Regions from separate parts of the Macaca mulatta genome. Here region 1 is linked to region 2. The links are chromatin contacts, called in public Hi-C maps. All regions are on one chromosome and are shown on one strand. The core of a region is the stretch at or near the end of the contact, and the rest is flanking DNA. Distances in the headings are between cores, read along the strand shown. Region 1 holds the start of PTPRF (protein tyrosine phosphatase receptor type F). Region 2 holds the start of ARTN (artemin).

Region 1 (6,564 bases), core at 2,266-4,765, 420 kb after region 2:
TACCTTACTTACCTGCACCTCTTGCCCCACTGGGCATCCTGTCTCCATCCTTTTCCCATAGCCACATAGCATTTTCTGGAAACATAAACCTGACCACCGCACACTCCACCCTCCCTATCCAAGCTTTAAGCTTGGTGTTTTCTCTCTGGGTTCTCAGAGTAAAATGATAGGTACTTAACAGGGCATTCAATGCCCTCTGTGATCTGCCACATCTCTGAATACTTCACAAGTGACAACACCTCCCAGTCTTTATTCATACTGTTTTTTATCTACCTCAAGTCCTTTCTCTCTTCTTCAAACTCCTATTCATCCCTTCAAACCCAGTTCAGATCACTTCTTCTTGGTCTCCTCTGGGACTCATCTCACCCTGACCTCTGAACTCTCCCCTGTCTCTTGATGAACTCTTCCAATGTTCTAACTCAACTCAGAACTGCAGCTGCTTTAGTTGAGCAGATGCCTGAACCTTAGGCGTGGGCTGCCTCTTCTACATAGCTGTTAGTCCCAAAGGAAGCAAGGCAGCCGGGGCTGAAAGTGCCTACCCCGGGGTCTGGCACACAGTCAGCAATCAATAACAGGTAACTGAATTGCTTTTGCATTCTCATGGTGCAACCTGCTCCCCCAGGGACCACGAGCTTCTCGAGGGCAGGGCCCTGGCTGCAAGCTTGGACCAAGCACACAGCAGTGTCAGTCACATGGGAAGTGACTGCCACTGCTGATGATGCACTGCCACACAGTTCCCTTGGATTCTTACAACAGCCCTGGGACCAAGTCCGGGTTGGATTAGCTGCCCCATTTTACAGGGAGTGAAATTGAGACTCAGGGAGAAAGGGGCCTCTTTGAGGCCTGAAGCTGGAAAGTGGAGGAGCCGTGGTATGTATCACAACCTCTATTGCAGGAGGTCTGGGTCCCCTCCTCCCCGCCCCCAGTGAGGATCCTTAAAGCTAGACTCCCATAGTTCGGGCTGATGGAAAAAAGGGTGGACTGTGCCCAAATTGCCAGGGCTGGTATTTTGCTGCATATCAATACGATTACCTACAAAAGATGTGTTGCTAGTTTACGTCTGCTGCAGTCTATAACTCTGCCCCGCCAAATTTCTTCACCAGCACCCAACCACCCCCTCCTCTCTCGGCAGCCCTGTACACCAAGCCAACCTGCACAGGGCACACAAAGCTGGATAAAGGGGAGGTATCAGTAGTTGCAAGAGGAAGGAAGAAAGGGAAAAAGGAAGGAATTATGTTAAAACAATTTTCTTGTTGAAAGAGGGAAGAGGAAGAGCAGTTGGAAAAAGAAACTAAAAAAAAAAAACACACAACACTATACAGACACTTCAAATGATGAGGGAGACTGAGCAAGTAAAATGTGCAAGAAAGTGCATATACAAAAATGCACAAGGATGACTGTGCATGTGCACAGGTGTGCTGCGAGTGTGCAGGCACAGATTGCTTGAGCACTGGCCGGCATGCGGGTCCAGGTTTGTGAGTGGGGTCAAGAAAGCAGCTGAACAGGGAGTGTGTGGGGGGGTGGAGGGGGGTGAGCTGAGTGTGGAAATGAAGGCAAGAGGGTAGGAGAGACTGTGGCCTGTGCCTGGGGCGGAGAATGTAGGGGGTTGTACTTGGGGAGTTACACCTGCTCCTTCTCGGAGCCCTAGGCTCATTCATATAATCAGTAAAAAACAGGGATTTTCATGCTCCCTGAAGCAAGAGTTAATAAGGCGCTAAGCACAGAAATTTCCTTAGATAGCCTGTCAGAACTCTCTTCTGGATCCCTCAGATCCCCGAAGCCTCCCAAAGGATCCCCCATCAGATCTTCCCTTCTCAGCAGATCTCTCCCCATGAGCACCCGCCTGGAACCAACACCCCATATCCTTTTCTACGCCTCTCACCCCAGTGCACTTCCCTGGTTCTCAGGCCAGATCTGGCACCAGGTCGCTCTGGATCTCTGCCCTTGTTCCTTCAGAAGTGGAGCCTTCCTCATCCTAATGCAGCCTCCCGGCCCTGCTCTGTGGCCCCTCAGGGAGATCCAGACAACCCGCAGGCTGGGGCAGCCTCCCTCTCCCATTTCACAGCTCAGGCAGGTAGCGCTCCCCACCCCCAACCTGCTCCAACTCAGGGGCCCTGCACTGGGGGGCAGGGGGGTTTGAAATGGGGAGAAAGTCTAGCCCCTCCCCCTCCGAGGTGGAAGAACCAGAGGGGCAGCATTCCAGGGAAATGGGGGGGCGCCTAGCACAGAGGGTGCAGAGACACCAAGAGATGCGTGAGAGACAAGAGGCAGAGAGACACTTAGGGAGGGAGACAGAACCCAGGGAGAGGAAACAGAAGAGACCCAAGGGGAGAGAACAGAGAGACTCAGGAACAGGGAACAAGATGACCCAGGGAGACAGAACGGAGAGACCTGGGGAGAAAGAACAGAGTGATCTGGGGAAAAAGAACGGAGACAGCCGGAGAGACCCTGGGATTGCAGGGGCACTGACACGGGGAGGCAAAGACGCCAAGGAAAACAGAAAGCAGCCGAGACAGAGACGTGGGCACGACGATGGGGAGCCGGCACGGCTCGGGACAGGACGCGGGGCAGCCGCTGAGTGAACTTTCGGAGCGGGTCCGAGTGGCCACGTCCTCATGGGACAGGTCGCTCCAGGGCCTCCAGGGCGTTGCACCCGGTTGGGGGCGGGCACAACCCGTTCAGCCCCTCCCCAACCCGTGCTCGCGAACGAAGGGGGTGGGGGGCTCCAAACTCGCGCCCGGCGCAGCCCGGGACTGCACGTGCGCCGGGGCCGCGAGCGAGACCCGGGCGCGCCGGCTGCGGATCCCCCGTCGGCTGGGAGGGGGCGCCTGTGCGGCGGGGGCGGGGGCGCGGCCTGGACCCGCCCGGAGCCGGGGGCTGAGGGGTCTGAGGGCCGCCCCCGGAGCGCGTCCGCGCTAGAAGGGGGGACGAGGCGGGACTGATGAGGGGGAGCAAGAGCGCAAACGGGAAACTTTGCGCTGGGCGGGGGAAGGGGGGGCGGGCTGCGGCTAAGGTGCGGCGGAGAGGGAGGGAGGCAGCGAGGGGCGGCGGGGAGCGAGCCAGCCGGCAGCGCTGGGGGCGCGTCTGCCGCGGGGTGAGCGGGGAGGAGCCGCCAGGCTGGGGCGTGGGGGGGGCTTCGCCGAGGCTGCGGGCGCGGCAGGTGGGGGCGCGGCCCGGCCTCAGCGGCGCCCTCGTCCCCCCGGGACCGCCCCCAGCTCCGCCGGGTGGACTAGCGGGGAGGGCAAGGAGTACGGGGAAGAGACGGGCGCGGAGGGGGCTGGCGGGGGGCCTGGGGGTCACTCACCGCCTATCCAGGGGCCGTCGGTCCGCATGTCCCCCCGCAAGCCGCTGGGGCCGCTGCTCCCACTCCTCTGCCGCCGCCGCCTCCACCTGGTCCCGCTCCCGCCACCGCCACCCGAGCTGGAGCCGGAGCCCGAGCCGGAGCCGGAGCTGGAGCCGCCGCCTCTGCCGCCGCCACCGCTCCCGCCGCTCCCGCGCCAGCTCCAGCCGCGCGCTCCCCTCTCGCTCGCGCCCGCGCCCCTGCCCCTGCCGTGCGCGCCCCCGGCGCCGCCCCTCCCCTCGTGCACTCTCGCTCGTAGAGCCGCGGAGCCGCGGAGGCCCAGAGAGGCCACAACTCAACGCCAAGTCGAAACCGACCGGAACCTCAATGTTGAACCCGAACCCCAATAATGAACATGGACAGACCAAACTCTGATACTACATCCAGATCCTTCTAGTGGTTCCCAGTCCTAGCATGAACCTAATACCATTCTAGGACCGCATTTCCTCCCCATACAGATCTGAACCTGATACTGAGTCTACACCTTGCCCTAAACCCAATATTGAATCCAAAGCCCTTAATCTGCCCCCAAATTAGCACAAGTAGGAATTTTGTTCTGAACCTCTGTACTGATCCCAAATACCAATTCTGACTCTAAACCTCTTTATTACTCTACCTGCCCTAACCTTGATAGTGATGTTAGCACCAACTCTGGACCTTAAATGGACCCCTGTGCTAATGCTCAGCCCCCAGTCCCTAAATGAACCCTAAAGTCCAAAAGCTACCTTGCTATGGACCCCAATTCTCTCTCTTCTGAACCCCAAGCCTTACATAAAACTCCAGTACTGCTCTCCCATTCCCAGATCAACACCAATGCACTCTGAATTGGGATTCTCAATTCCAGAGTTGGGATTGAGTCACCAGAAAAGGACCCCCAAACAAAGATACTGACCTGAAACCCCACCCAACCTTGAGACCATTTAGGACCCTAAACCAACCCAGCTTTAATAATAATCTTAGAATCCAAGATGAGACTGGCTTTGCAGAAACCCCACACAAAGCCCCTTCATCCTCATGCTCACCCTCCACTTCTCTGACCTAGTGTCAACCCCAAGCAGAGGCTGGCTAATACCCCAATATTATACCAATTCCAACTGTGAACCTTACATTGGCCTCGGAATTAAAGACGTGATAATGCCCTCTAAGTCAAATTTAAATCTCAGTATTGAGTTTCTGACTTCTCATATCAAACTCAAATGATGACCCTAGAAATGTCTGGGTGAAACCAACAACCTACCTGAAGATTTATTCCAAGACCCACTGATGAGAGGGATTTGATGAGCTTCAACCCAAGAGCCCCTGCCTCCAGACCCCGCCCCCATGCAATCCATGCTACAACTACTGAAGAGTCAGCCAAAGCCACACCAGTTCTTTCCTATCTACCGCCCCGCCCCCCCCACCCCCCACTCCCCCATTCTCCCCCACTGCTTGCTAGGCTTCACCATGAAGATTGGGGGAACCTACCCCCGCTGCCCTGGGTCAGGTAACTGAGCAGAGGAAGAGATGACATTTCTCCTCTGTGGGGTTTCTTCTGCGGGGTGTTTCTGGTATAACACCTGAGTTTGGAGTCAGGTGAGAAATAAAATTTGGACATTGTTGAGGTGCCTGGATTCAGGGATCACGTGGTAATGTGCAGGGCAAGGTTGCTGTGATGTTCAGGGATCTGGGCTGAGGGATCAGGTTCTGGTAACCACCTGATTTCACTGCCTGTTTTTGTCCTGAACTTGAATTCACAAACAGTGCGTGTGCGCCCCCTGGTGTGTGAGGAGGGGATGGGACTGGCTCTGGTGATTCTGGACAGACAGTTTGGTTTGGATGACAAACGGATCAAAAATGAATATTTCCGGCCGGGCGCGGTGGCTCAAGCCTGTAATCCCAGCACTTTGGGAGGCCGAGACGGGCGGATCACGAGGTCAGGAGATCGAGACCATCCTGGCTAACACGGTGAAACCCCGTCTCTACTAAATACAAAAAAGTAGACCATCCTGGCTAACACGGTGAAACCCCGTCTCTACTAAATACAAAAAAGTAGCCGGGTGAGGTGGCGGGCGCCTGTAGTCCCAGCTACTCGGGAGGCTGAGGCAGGAGAATGGCGTAAACCTGGGAGGCGGAGCTTGCAGTGAGCTGAGATCCGGCCACTGCACCCCAGCCTGGGCGGCAGAGCAAGACTCCGTCTCAAAAAAAAAAAAAAAAAAAAAAAAAAGAATATTTCCAGTGTGTGGTTTTTCACAATTGGTAATTTTGGTGCACCATAGGGGAGGTATTGCAAATTTTATGCATCTTTAAGCATTTTTGCCTTTTTTTCCAGAACTTTGAGGATTTAGAGTTTTCCTGTCGGCCCCCAAATTTTAAAAGTATACTTTCAGCCAATTATGCCTGCCCATTGCTGAGTTATTAAAGCAGTTCTTTTCCTTGGCTTCATTGGCCCACCCTCTCCTCACTGGCTTCTCTCTCCGATTCCTTTACCACCTCTTCTTCTGCTCTTCTGGGACTCTGTCCTAGGCCTCCTCTTTTCTCTTGCTCTGCCCCTTTTCCCTGGATCATCTTGACCACTACCAACCATATGCTGATGACTTCCAAGTCTCTATCTCCAGTCTGGGCCGCTCCTGTGAGCTCCACATCCGTATAACTAAGAGCCTCCTCTGTCCTGCCCATCCCAGATCTGCAGTACTCCCCGTCTCAGGCAGTGTCATCTTCAGTCACTTAGTCACTGACATGCAGAGACCTTCCCTCCTGCATCACTGTCCAATCAGTCATCAGTCCTGCAAATTTTGAAAAATAGAGACTAGAGACCATACGGCTTCACGAGGGACACATGCAGAGAGTTTCTGGCTTTTGGGTTTCAGTCCACACACACACAAAGCCAAACTGGTCTTAACTTCTCTTGCATGCAGTTATAATATAAGACCCCTTAAGACTTGTTCTACTGGCCAGGCACAGTGGCTAACGCCTATGATCCCAGCACTTTGGGGGGCTGAGGCAGGCAGATCACCTGAGGTCAGGGGTTCGAGATCAGCCTGGCCAACATGGTGAAACCCCATCCCTACTAAAAGAAAAAAAAAATACAAAAATTAGCCAGGTGTGGTGTTGTGCACCTGTAATTCTAGCTACTTGGGAGGCTAAGACAGGAGAATTGCTTGAACCAGCCTGGGCCACAGAGTGAGACTCCGTTAAAAAAAAAAAAAAAAAAGACTTGCTCTACCTTTAGTGTGTTTGGCACCTCA
Region 2 (6,455 bases), core at 3,894-6,393:
GTAGCCTGGGTGAAGGGGGCACCTGTGCCAAAGCAGGCAGGCACACAGGCAGATTGGAAGGAATTTCTGTCAGCAGCGTTAAATGCCCTGTCCGTCTCATGGTGCTCTCATCCATCCCCGGCTGCAGCTCCTGCCCCTGTGCTGACAGCTCTCACACCAGTCCGGCCCAGACCTCCTCCCGCAGCTCCAGACCAGCAGATCCCACTCCCTCCTGACAACCCCTCTGGATGTCCCACAGTTCCTCAGACTTAGCATCCTTTCCGCATCCATGCCCCCATCTCATTTCCAAAGAAGAAAAATCACAGAGGCCTCCCCAGTACAAATGTATAGGACGTGGGAAACAAGGTTTCAAAGGATATTCAGAAAAGCTCAGGGACAGCCCTGGCCTTTTGGAGGTGACTTGGGGGGGGGTGGTGTGAGAGGCCAGGGTCAGCACTAACTTCTTTCTTCCCCACGAAGGTGTGGACTTCTTAGCTTCCTGTCCTTTTCTTTTGTTTCTTTTCTTTTCTTTTTGAGACGGAGTCTCGCTCTGTCTCCCAGGCTGGAGTGCAGTGGCGCTATCTCGGCTCACTGCAACCTCCGCCTCCCGGGTTCACGGCATTCTCCTGCCTCAGCCTCCCGAGTAGCTGGGACTACAGGTGCCCACCTCCATGCCCAGCTCATTTTTTTTTTTTTTTTTTGTATTTTTAGTAGAGACAGGGTTTCACCATGTTAGCCAGGATGGTCTTGATCTTCTGACCTCATGATCCGCCTGCCTCGGCCTCCCAAAGTGCTGGGATTACAGACATGAGCCACCGCGCCTGGCAGCTTCCTGTCCTTTTCATGCCACTTGCTAAATTGAATTTAACTAATTTTTACTGTAATTGTTTACTTATTGTCTGTCTCTCCTGGTTGAAGCTTCTCAAGGGCAGGGATCATGTCTGTTTTCACTTCTGTATCCTTGGCATCTGTCATATAATCAGTATCTGACATATAATAGGTGCCTAATAAATATTTGTTTGAGTTAATGATTATTCTTATTCATCACCCAAGATGCAGATCCTTCTGGGGCTCTTATCCTTTCCTGCCTCCTTATCCCCATGGAGCTCTGTGCTTCGTTCACCGGAGCCAGCACCCCACCGCACCCTCTCCCAACCCTCAGCTTTTTTTCAGATGCCCTCATGCCCTGGGCTATTTCATGGAATGTGGATAGTGAGTTAACCATGCTGGACTGTCTGCAAGCAGAGGCATGTGTATATCTGACAAGGTATCTTCAAGACAATTCCCTGGATGGTAAGACACTGATCAATGACTGTGGGGTGGGACAATGGGTGCTTCTCTGTGTCTTTACACTAAGCGGGGGCCTCAGAGATGCCACAGGTCACATAGACAGGGCTTTCTCCACAGAAGACTCTGCAATCTCTTTCCCCAGAGGTAAGTCCAGGCCCAAGTGAGCAGCCTGCCAGGACTAGTGACTGCACCCTTGCTGCCTGCCCTGCCCCTGCCTGTGTTCCATTCCTCCCATCCCGGAGCTGCTGGGTGGGGGCCGGAGATCCAGGTCAGGTCTGTGATTTCTGAGTCAGCCTGAGGTGTGCGAATGCGATCAGCAAGGCATAATCTCCATCTAGCCTCTTCTCCCCAGCCCCCCACTGCCCAGGAAAAGGATCTGACAAGCCACAGAAGTAAATAAATAACTTAGAAATAATAAATAGGGGCCAGCTCCCATGAGTGAGTACAGGCCAGTTCCAGCACAGGCGCTTTCAACCAAGCAACTGCAATATGTGTCCTTCAAAGGCTGTCCCCAAAGCGCCTGGGCGGAGGCTGATGTCTCAGCCACTGTAGGGTTCATCAGAGGAGGAGTCCCAGGTTCGAGGCCTGGCCAGTGCCAGAGTCTGTGAGAAGTGGGTCTGTAGGGCTCCCTAACTGAGGTCTCTGGTGTCTTTTAGGCTGGGATGGCAGGGTGAGGGCTCTGGGGCTGCTAGTCAGTTGTCCCTCCACCTGTCCAGGGATGATGTTCATCACTCGCCAGCAGGGGCCTCTCGGCTCTGAGGCCTCCGTCCCTGGCTGAGGCCACTGGCTAGTGGGACTCTGCGGGAGAGTCCCAGGCAGGAAGAGCTATCGGCAAGGGTCCAGTCTGCAAAGCCCTGGAGTGAGCCTTCAGCCCAGGCAGCCGCAGGCGGTGGCCGAGAGACGGTCCACGGTTCTCCAGGTGCTATTGACGTCCATGAAGGAGACTGCTTCGTAGTGCGTGGGTCGGCAGCAGGGCTGGCTGATGGGCCGGGAGCCCGGGGGCGGTCGGAGGGCCCCAGCGCCCAGTAGGCTGGCCAGGCTGAGGTCGTGCGGAGATCGCGCGCGGCGGCAGGAGCCGCTGCAGAAGCGGAAACGCACCAGCTCGTCGGAACGGTGGCCCAGGCCGAGCGCGCGCACTGGCACCAGCTGCGAGCGCAGGCGGCAGCCCCGCGCCCCCGCGGCCCGAGGGCGGCTGCCCGGGCCCCCAGCCCGCGCTGCGCGGCCCCCGCGGGGAGGAGCAGATGGGGGCGCGGGCGGCGGCGGCGCGGGACGAGAAGGCTGCGACGGCGGCCGCCGGGCTCTTCCACTGCACCAGCGGGCCGTGCGTCCCCCTGGAATGAGACCTAGTCACGCGCGGTGTCCCGGGCGAGCCCCTCCCCGCCCCCTCGCCCTCTCACCTACCCGGCAGGTGGCCGGCGGGGGGCGCCAAGACAGGCGCGGGGCCTTCGCGGGGGGCAGGGCTGGGGGGCGCGGGTCCCAGGGAGGCCTCTGCGACGCTGCTCAGCAGAGCCAGAGCGGCCAGGGTGGGCCACAGGGCAGGCTGCGCGGAGAGACCAAGTGGAGTCTCAGGGAGAAAGAGGGCGCCCAGGTGGGCTTGGGGAGGGAGGACCTCAAGGAGGGGCTGTCCTTGGGCTGAGATCAGGCCGGGGATGGGCTCCTAGCTGTGTGGAGGGGAAGCTCAGGAAGGGCGTACGTTCCAGTATAATGGGTTTGCTGCCTCTGGGAGCCCAGGGGAGGAATCACCTGCGTGCACCGACCATTCAGAGAAGTCCCGCTCCTCCTCCCATTCACCTGGTCCCTCCCTGACCATTTCCCATCCCACACCTAACCGCTGCGCAAGCCAAGCCCTGCTATCCCTCGCCGGTCAAGCCGCCTTTCCTCAGCTCCAGGTAGGAGTCACTGGGAGAAGCACTCACCTGCCGCCTAGGCCAGGGGCAGTGGGACAGTGCGGAGAGGCCTCCAAGTCCAAGTTCCATCTCTATCAACACCAGGAGCGCCCATCAGCCTTTGTTGAGCTGTTCCCCCACCCTCCTCTTGAGGCAGCTTGCAAATTAAGAGATGAGTTATCTTTTGGGAGGCCGTCCTGCCACCCCAGTTTCTCCAGGTGAGGAACAAGGGGCCTGGACAGCTGAACTCAACTCAGCAGAAGTAGCTGCACTGGGAACCTTGCTATGTGTTAGGTGCTTTGCAGCTATTCTTTCACAACTCCATGAGGTAAATGGTTTAATCCCCTTTTTCCAGATGAGCAAACAAGGCTCAGAGAAGCTCAGAGGTTGTCTAAGGTTACAAGGTCACACAGCTAGAGGGGAGAGAGGGGTCCTCTTTTCCCAGAACCTTCCTGCTCTGTGCTGTAGGGCTGGAGATGCTGGAAGTGGCTGGAGGGAGTTGTAGCTGGACACACTTGGTCCTGCAAAGGCCTTCACCCCAGGCTGCGGGAAAGGAAGCTGAGGCCTGGAGAAGAATGAGAGTGCTAGTTGGTCACTCTAAGAGTTATCTAATAATAGTGAGCTCCAAGCCTCAAGCTGTGCTGCCCACCAAGAGCTGCTTCACCTTGCCCCTCTGTGAACTGTGTTCTGGACCCAGAGCCACCTGAGTTCTCTCCTCTGACCATAGGGGTCCCCCAATGATCACAGAGCCGGGGGATGGTGGGACCCTCGGAAAACATGGGGCCTGGGCCATGGCTTCCTGTGGCCACCAGGGGGCAGAGCCTGCCAAGCCTGCAGATTCCAAGCAGGGTGGGCTCTTCCATCCCCTCAGCTACACTCAGGCCTGAGCCACTCCCAGGAGGGCCAGCTAGGCTTCCATACCAGCCTGGTCTCTGAGAGCTGAGCTACCCTGAGAGCTGGTCTAGGGCTGTCCCCTTCCCAGCCTCCTATGGATCTGGCAGTGTAGTCATGCTCCTAGAAGTTTCCGCCTTGAGCCATCGTTCCTGATTCCAGCCAGCCTCTCCTGAGCTCCCACTTCTGGCACTCCCAAACACCCTTTTGGGGCCCCAGAGCCTTCATAAGTCCTCATTAGCCAACCTCCTCTTGGGTCCCAGCTGCCACCCTCATCCCCATCCTCTAGCACACAGAATGCCTGCACACCTGTGGAACAGACCCCCAGGCCTTCCTGGGGTGGTCCTCCAGGTCCTGGTGTGCGACTCTTGGCTAAGTGGAAACAGGGCCTCCGGGCCAGGCCAGTGACTGTTCTCCGTGATGGAGAGAAAGGCAGGCAGGGCAGCCTTAGGAGCCCTCTGCGCTAGGGGGAGCCCGGGAGCAGGTCTCTTGAGGGCAGCTCAGGCCTTGCCTCCTACCTCCTTGTGGTCTAGGGCCATTTGGTTTTCTAGCCCTTGCCTCCCCATCCACCAGCCCGCTACTCACCACGGGGTCCTGCACCGTGTTCTTCTAGGCACCTTTCCGGGGACCAGTGCTGGGCTTTCCCCCGAAGCTCAAACGGCGCATGCCCAGGACTGTGCACCTCGCAGTGCCTCTTTTAGCCAAAAGTGTGGCCTTGGCAGCCAGTCTGCACCCTGTAGCGGCAGCGGGAGCGTCACATTACCGTGGGCCGGCAAGGCCAGCACAGTGCAACAAGCGACAAGAGGGACTGAGGGCCTGGGAGGGGCAGAGAACTGTGCCGAGGGCCCAAGAGAGGGAGGATGCAAGAAAGGAGATCAGGGGGGTGGTCCTGTCCACTCCCCCAGCCCAGGAGCGTCCATCCAGGGCTGGCACCAGAAACAGGCAAGTGGGCTGGCTTACCTCGGGTGTGGGGCTCCAGGTCCGGGTGGCAGCGAGGGCTGGGGCCCAAGGGACCTGCTGCTGGCGGAGCCCGCGGGCCTTGTCTGGAGGCCGGGCCCAACTCCATCCCTCAGCAGCCTCATGCCCGCCGCCGCAGCCGTCCGGTGTCAAATTCCAGCCCCGGCGTCACCAGATCCTGGGGTGGGGCTGGGAGCGCCCCTGCCCCGCCCCACCTTTCGGGGCTCACCTGGCTGCTCCACCCGTCGGATCCAGTCCCCCCTAGCTTGGCTAGGTCCCCCGAGGTTGGGAGGGGGGTAGATGCTAGGAGGGGCCCCTCGGATATGGAGAGTAGAGAACTCGAGCGGTAGAGAGGCACGGAAACTGGGAGTTGAGTTTGTAGACACGCGAAGTAGAGAGCCGGGAGGCCGGGCCGAGGGCGGGAGAAAGTGAGTGAGGGCGGGGAGCAAGAGGAAGGCCGGTCCCTGCGTGGGGCGGCTGACTGCTGGTGCCTGCAGATTTGGGGGTCCTGGCTGTCTGCCCTGCAGCAACTGCTCTCTGCTCCACCCGATTCTTCTCTCAGCGGCCAGTTCACCTGCCTCGTTGGGTTGCTAAGCCTCTTCGCAGAAGCTTTCAGGGTCTGACTCTGCTCTAGTCTCCGCACAGCTCACCTCCTGTGCTGCTTAGGGCTTGGAGTATGGACACTCTTGCAAACACGGGGGTCACTGGGGCACAGCAAGGGCAGTTGGCAGAAGTGGGTACTGAGGGCTGAAGGCAGGGGTCACAGAGGAGGAACATCTGAGCTGAGGCTTGAAGTAGGTAGCTGGAGGGCAGCATTTCAGATGCCTAATTATGGCAATTTGGCAAGTGGGGTGAGGGCTGGGTGAGTAACATGGATGGAAAGATCCTAACACTGGGGACCATGGGAGGGTTTTGAGCAGAATGGTGTGATCAGACAGATATTTTTGTGGATGACTCTGGCTGTAGTAAAGAGGATGGGGTTGGAGAGAAAGGTGGAGGCTGCTGCAGAAAGAGGATGAGGTCTGATGCAGGGCGTGAGGGAAGCGTGGGGCTACCAGGCCCCAATCTAGAACACGCAATTTTGAAAATTTGTTGGTGCCTGACTGGATAGGGTGAGGAGGTAGGTAGGCCCTGCAAAAGTGTGCCTTTGGCGGGGTGACTTGGGGGAGGGGTACATCCCGGTTCCTGGGAGGAAAGGCAGGGGCTCATGAGTTCAGTGTTGGACATGTTGAGTTGGAAGGGCCTGTGGTTTATCCAAGTGGAAATGTTCAGGAAGCAGGTGAATCTGTAGCCTGGAGGGAAGCACAGAGAGCTGCGCTGTCAAAGATAATTTGGGAATTGCCAACCAACTGGCAATTGGAAGCTGTGGGCAGGGATGAGAGTACTGGGGATGAGTGTGGACCGGCTGTACCCTGGCTATGCTTCAGAACTACTGAGGACCTTTAAAACCTA

The links. A called contact is a pair of places that touch in the nucleus more often than the background predicts.
Region 1: a contact with region 2 is called in a Hi-C map of fetal cortex germinal zone, with 4 times the contacts expected there. The contact joins the promoter of PTPRF here to the promoter of ARTN in region 2. A contact is called at or near these places in 4 of 14 Hi-C or Micro-C datasets (blood, fetal cortex germinal zone, fetal cortical plate and 1 more).

Annotation. Positions count from the first base shown.
Region 1 is chr1:197,134,138-197,140,701 of T2T-MMU8v2.0, forward strand. PTPRF (protein tyrosine phosphatase receptor type F) reads right to left here and starts at 3,516. Exons shown (of 30, transcript XM_077960287.1): 1 at 3,305-3,516. All of the region lies in intron 1 of MED8 (mediator complex subunit 8), which reads left to right. LOC144337853 (a long non-coding RNA gene) reads left to right here and starts at 4,988. Exons shown (of 2, transcript XR_013411460.1): 1 at 4,988-5,315; 2 at 5,370-5,546.
Region 2 is chr1:196,717,441-196,723,895 of T2T-MMU8v2.0, forward strand. ARTN (artemin) reads right to left here and starts at 5,144. Exons shown (of 5, transcript XM_077960633.1): 1 at 5,007-5,144; 2 at 4,632-4,780; 3 at 3,186-3,312; 4 at 2,671-2,833; 5 at 1,667-2,600. The coding sequence starts at 3,245. The coding sequence ends at 2,137.